Linked DNA regions of Oryzias latipes: region 1 is linked to region 2. The links are chromatin contacts, called in public Hi-C maps. All regions are on one chromosome and are shown on one strand. Each heading gives the region's core, a stretch centred on a gene start, on an enhancer-like site or on the middle of the called end of the contact. The rest is flanking DNA. Distances are from core to core; before and after follow the strand shown.

Evidence for each region. Hi-C and Micro-C count contacts between places; a contact is called where the count stands out from the background.
Region 1: a contact with region 2 is called in a Hi-C map of embryo, with 2.7 times the contacts expected there. The contact joins the enhancer-like site here to the promoter of pgd in region 2. A contact is called at or near these places in 2 of 5 Hi-C or Micro-C datasets (both in embryo).

What each region holds. Positions count from the first base shown.
Region 1 is chr7:9,997,745-10,000,775 of ASM223467v1, forward strand. ctnnbip1 (beta-catenin-interacting protein 1) reads right to left here. Exons shown (of 4, transcript XM_004070387.4): 2 at 513-627. The coding sequence starts at 608. Among protein-coding and RNA genes, the nearest start is that of ctnnbip1, 6.3 kb to the right of the region's middle. Within about 2 kb of position 1,492, at least 1 of the 8 cell types and tissues checked has an H3K27ac peak or open chromatin away from gene starts, as enhancers often do. A contact at or near this core is called in embryo, where this site is marked.
Region 2 is chr7:9,839,068-9,842,140 of ASM223467v1, forward strand. It overlaps pgd (6-phosphogluconate dehydrogenase, decarboxylating), which reads right to left and starts at 1,261. Exons shown (of 13, transcript XM_004070382.2): 1 at 1,120-1,261; 2 at 675-750; 3 at 411-590; 4 at 269-334; 5 at 64-182. The coding sequence starts at 1,127. It overlaps kif1b (kinesin-like protein KIF1B), which reads right to left. Exons shown (of 48, transcript XM_020704567.2): 48 at 2,602-3,073.

The sequences.
Region 1 (3,031 bases), core at 242-2,741, 160 kb after region 2:
ACTTCCAGTTAGGTTAGGTCTGCACAATAAATTGCAAATCTATAGACATCGGCTTGTGACACGTGTATCGCAATAGACAGGGTAAAATGCAATAAATGGTTACCCGATACGTTTACACACATGCTAAAAACAATCTCATGGCAGCTTGACTTATTTAGCAAATCAAATAGTCTTTTACACATTTGTCCAATCGGATTAACCCTTTCACACTGTTGACCAATCAATTGAAGTCTTTTTTGCTATATGTCTGCCTTCTATGTGGATGTGGGTCATTTGGAATTTAACTTAAGTTATGTTGACTTTTAATTAAACAAAACAGCTGCAATGAAATTAAAATGATGTATTAGTTGTTTTGCCATTTGTTTATATATCGCAAGCCATATCGTCATGGCAATACTGATCACTAATATCGTAAGTCACAGGTTTTCCTCATATGGTGTAGCCCTGGCCCTGATGATGAAGTTTCCTGCTGTAGACACCAGTAAAAGCGACATCAGAGCTCCTGAGCTTACATTTGATCCCATCTTTTTAAGCATGAGCAGGACCCGCACTTTCTGTTGGATGTACATGTCTTCAGGAGACTTCCCCGGCGCCTCCTCGCGGTTCATACCCCCTGCTCCTGTGGCTCTGAAAACAAACACATTTTAGCCACACATGCTAAAAACACACACAGCAAATTCAACCACAAATCTGAATTTGAGTCAATTACAAAACACACATTTATCTACAGAAACAATATTAGAGACTGAATTGCTTAAATGGTCCTGTAATGTGGTAAAGAAACACATATTTGAGCTCCGTGGAATAAACCCCGGCAGGAGACTTGGTTCTGTCACCAGTGGAGGTTTGCAGCATTATAAATATTGCACAGCAATATTTAACACAGATCTATCTCACCTCTAACAACTTTCATCTCAGATTCTCCGTCTAACTAATGACCTGCTTTTTTGCCGTCGGTCTGCAGAAGCAGGGAAGAGGCAAAGCGGGAGAGGAGAAATGCGGAGAAGAAAGCCATGGAAAGACCTGCCACAGCTAATGTGGGTGACAGAAAAGAAATACGTTTTGTTGTGAGAGCGCACACATCAACAACTCACTTGAGTCACGACTTTTGTCATATTAGATCGTTCTCGCAAAGCACCAGCAAGAAATGGCAATGAGCTAAACTGCAGATACACCTCAAATCTGCTACCTGAACATGCAAACAAAAAATTTAAACAATCATCTCCCCCAAATTTAAGATAAAGGTGAAATTAGTATGCACATCAGCTTTGTCCTCTGCTTACAATATTAGATTAGAGGCCTTTGTGGGGCTATGAAAGTTCTGCCAATTTATTTGGCCCTTTTATCCTTCCATAGGAGCTTTGATGCATGTTGGCAGACCGTTTGATGTGGGGTTATATTTAATTAGGGGGGTGACTTGATGTACCCTCTTTCCAGAACCCAGGGGGTGGGGTGGGGGTGGCAAAAATGAGGTCCTGCTGGCCGCGCGCAGGCGTTTGGTTGCCACAGTGACGTGGATTCAGGCAGATCACAGCAGCTCCAGGCCATAATTCTGATCATACTCTACAATTACAGCAACCTTCAGGGGCTTGTTTATTTCACACAACTCATTGCTAACTTTGTCATCTCTTATTCATCACAATGAGCGATGAAGAAACCAGTTTCTCCAGTTTGACCGGAACATCATGCGGGGTTTTAATTGCGGTTCTGCTGAAGACTCGGAGCCAGACAGACATGAAAAGAGTTCAGGCTCGCTGGTGTCAGCTCAGCTGCTCAGCAAACCTTCAGGGGATTGGTGGTGTGTGAATACATTTGGGTGGGGGTAGTGACATGAAGGACGCTAGAGGAGGGTGACGGGAGCGACTCATCCGATCCCGCTTCCAAACTCTGGGTTAAAAACAGACGTTTGAGAGCGGATCCAGGCAGCATGAAGGCTGAACCTGTGAGCATCCGTGCCTCTCCTCACAAGCACACTGGGATTTGTAAAGCCGCTGCACTAAAGCTGTTTCATATCATGTTTGATTGTTCAACCTTGAAAAACATCCATATTAAGCAGAATGTCAAGCTTCTGACCATTTTTAATTAAAACATTTTTATTTTATGGTATCAACTGTTAAAATAGTTGATATCATAAAATAGTGATATTCATAAATCCGTTTTTTGTCACAAATCCTACTTTATTGAGGAAACCTATTTATTTAAAGATGACTTATTTTTGCACCGGAGGAGTTTTAGATCAGGATTTTTTTTTTTACAATAAACTGACTAAAGAAATACCCAGAAATGCTGTTTTGAGCTCAATTTTCTTTATACATGTCCTCCATGATCAGAAAAATCAAAAACACAATTTTCATCTATGTGTGTCTTAGTTTTTAGAAACACCTGCTTGTTTCTTATGCTTTCCTAAAGGAGCAGTGATAGGATTTTATATAAATTGATTGGTGTTGCTCAAGTTTTTTCTTTTTCAAAGATCCGATACATGGCTGATGCAAGCATGAATTGAAAATGAAAAAGGGACATTTTATTGGCCTATTTTAACATTACTAAACAGTTTCATCAACTTAAACAGCCTCGGGTAATTCTTTGAAAAAAACAAAAATGAAAACCTCCAGATCGACGACGGCTGGCATCTTCTGATGTGTAGAAGAAACCGAGCTGAGGTAAGCTCCCTCCAGACTCCAAACTACAGCTCTCCTCTCTGTGATGTCCGAATTAAAATGTTGTTTCCGAGCCACATGTGGCGAACCGCAGGCAGAGGCGGTTATGATAACCCACGTGTGTGAAGTATACTTCACTGTGGCTGCAGACCAAGATCTAAAGATAGATGATCATTTAAAGGCAATAGCAAGCATGTATGGTCAGAGCAATCATTTATATCTCTTCATGCTTTCAATGTATTTGCAGAAAACACGTCTTTGTAGGTGAACATAGGCCTGGGCATCACTGCCTTCAAGCTCATGATTCAGTTTACACTTCCATTAAAATATATTTGTTTTTCAAGTTTCTGTTATAATTCCAGTTTTCTTTGGTT
Region 2 (3,073 bases), core at 11-2,510:
AGATAGTCAGACATGAAGTTATTCCAACCTTGTTTTTATTTCACACAATTATCCATGATGTACCAGGCCTCTTTATGTCCTCCTGGCATGAGTGAGGGTCCGTAACGTGCGCCCTCCTCGCCACCACTCACTCCACTGCCGACAAACAACAAGCCTTTCTCTTTTAGACTCTGACACCGCCGCTGGGTGACAAAAACAAAGCAAAACTGTGGAGACAACCTCAGGAAAAAGATTTTAAACACCAAACCGTGGCTCTCAAAAGGCTTACTGTTGTGTCTCTGTATTCAGAGTTGCCACCATCGATGATGATGTCGCCAGCATCCAGAAGTGGAACCTGAGAAATAAAAGAAATGTTTGAAATCTGCACATCTACACGTTTGGGTTTCCTAAAACTGGTACAACCCACTGACCAGCTTGTCTATGAAGTCGTCCACCGCTTGTCCAGCCTTGACCAGCAGGATGATCCTCCTGGGCTTCTTCAGCTTGGACACCATGTCTTCCAGGGACTCGGCTCCGACCACCTTGGAGCCTTTAGCCTCATTATTTAGGAAGTCGTGCACTTTGGACACGGTACGGTTGTAGGCGCAAACCTACAACAGAGATTTGACAGACTGAAAAGAAATCTTCTTTCTTCACCAAGGAAGATGGGAAAACATAGGAAGCCATGGTCTTACCACAAAACCATGGTCATTCATGTTCATGATGAGGTTCTGGCCCATGACAGCCAGGCCAATCAGAGCAATGTCAGCCCTGTGAAACCAGGAGCGAGCACGTTTACTGTCAGGACTCAAAACTCTGACTACAAAAGCGTTCTAAAGATTAGGCACACAGCCGTACATGCTAAAGTATTCATAATTGAATCTACTTTAAAAATGTACTTCATTTCCCAGAATCCATAGCGACTACATCGATATTTCTTTTTCTTAGGGGGGTTAAATGGAAATAGAATGAATTAACTATATACTTCGTTAAAAAACAATTTAGTTATGTAATAATAATACAACAAAGTTATTGTAGTTATAACTCCAGAGGCCTACAAACTGACAAACGGCCGTTTAAAACGCTACCACCCCCACGTCTATAGCATATATTCAAAATAGAAAACTCGAATAAACTTACTCAGCCATCGCGTTTGGGTGAAGAAACAGTCGATAAAATGTCTTAAACTGACAGTCAGACAGGTTATACGCTTAACACTCTTCTTCAGATTCGCTCTTCTTCCTGGTTCTTCTCCATCTAACTTCACTGAAAAGCCAAAGCACGCCCATCTCCCTCCAACTTCCAATCATAAAGCGCGTTGATTACCGATGCAACGTCGTTTGTAGCTTTTGATTGGTCAGAAACTCTGGGCAGAGAAATGGGTGGTTCCTATTGGTTGCTTTTGATGGTCACTCACGTTAGGTAATCCCACAGTGTACTCCCTGCCCCCGGTGTGGAAATTCGGTTAAAAACATTAAATAAATCAGGCTCCAAGTTACACACACAATGATAGTTTGAATCAATGGTTTTTTGACAATGAATTGCAACTAAATTAAGCTTTAACCGGCACATGGGAAGTCTTAACACACTCCTCATTTCCAATGGCCACCAAAGTAGTTTGTCTAATCCTGTCAAGTAAAATTCCCACCAGAAATTTTCTTCTACCTCTTGGGGATTCACGTCAGGTTACTGATGTTCACTCCAGTATGTCCCAGGATTTGCCCCCTATATAATCTTTTATGGAATGTGAGAAATTTCAGGGATCAATGTCCTTATAAAGCGTTGAAGTCCTGTTACATCAAATCTTTATCTAGAAAAATCTCTCTCTAGATAACACAAACAGTGAAATAGAAACACACCAAAATAAAAAAAAATGAAGCAAATTTGCCTATTGTTTAATGCAAAGTTAACTGAGCTGTAAAAAAAAGTTTGGGTTCGAAACCAACTGCAGGTATTATTTTTTTCTGTACATTTCATGTTTTTAAAATATAGCCGTCTTATTTAGAGTTAGCATTTAGTTGACAGTTGTACATCTATAAGCATTTGCTGCATCATGAATGCACGCACGAGAATACAAAACAAAATTAGAATTAAACCAACTTGTTTCCATTTCACCATCTTAATACGACCTACACATTTTCACTCTTAAAATAAAACTTTCAAACTGCAAGAAAATAGTCTGGAAAATGGGAGCAAAAGCCCAAATGAGGTGCGTGCTCTGAAGCCAAGTAGCTGCTTTATAAATACATGTATTAAAGTTGATCAATGTTGACGCTATTTATCACAAATCCTCTGGTGACCCATGTTACTTCTCATTAGTATGAGGAAACGAGGAGAATGAGTGTAAAGCAGAGTCTCTTAGGTATATTTGTCAAAGAACAGAAGAAAAAAAACACTGTAAAATGACAATTTAAAAAAAAATGTTCATGGCTTGTTTTAAAACAACTGTCAGTCCTTTAAATTATATCTGAAAATGTATTTAGAAAAAAATGAAAAAAGCTGTTTGGTTTGGTGTGCTCTGAAGCAGGAGCATCTAATGGACAGCAGGAAGCTGTAACTTGTCAAAACATGCTGGCATCACTAAAGCACGCCACAAAGGAGAGGACAAACGGGCATCACAGGTTTTTGCTAATGCACAGTTTGCACTTTTTATTGTTGCCTCATTCACTAAACGGTTCAATGGTGCAAGATTACCATACACAGAATTAGGATACCTGCATGACACATCTATGCTATACAGCGAATGGATTATAATTATTACAAATACAGTAAACATATTTACATTTTAGTTCAAGCTCCATACAACATAGATATTTACAAAGTAAGTATGAAAATGAAACCAGTCGGAAATAATATACAGTGGTAATGCTTGTTTTCAATTCCAAGGTACCAATTAAAAAAATAAACGTAGATGATTCGAAGCTATAAGGGGAGATGGAAATGATAGTTTTGATTCAAAGGCATCCATAGAAAACAACGGGTTGAGATGAAAAGCTTTGTCCCAATGAATGAAAGTGTTACTCGCTACTTCATGTTAGAATCCCTGACACTTGGAAAAAAAAAAGAATAATAAGGATTCACAAGAACTCTTTCA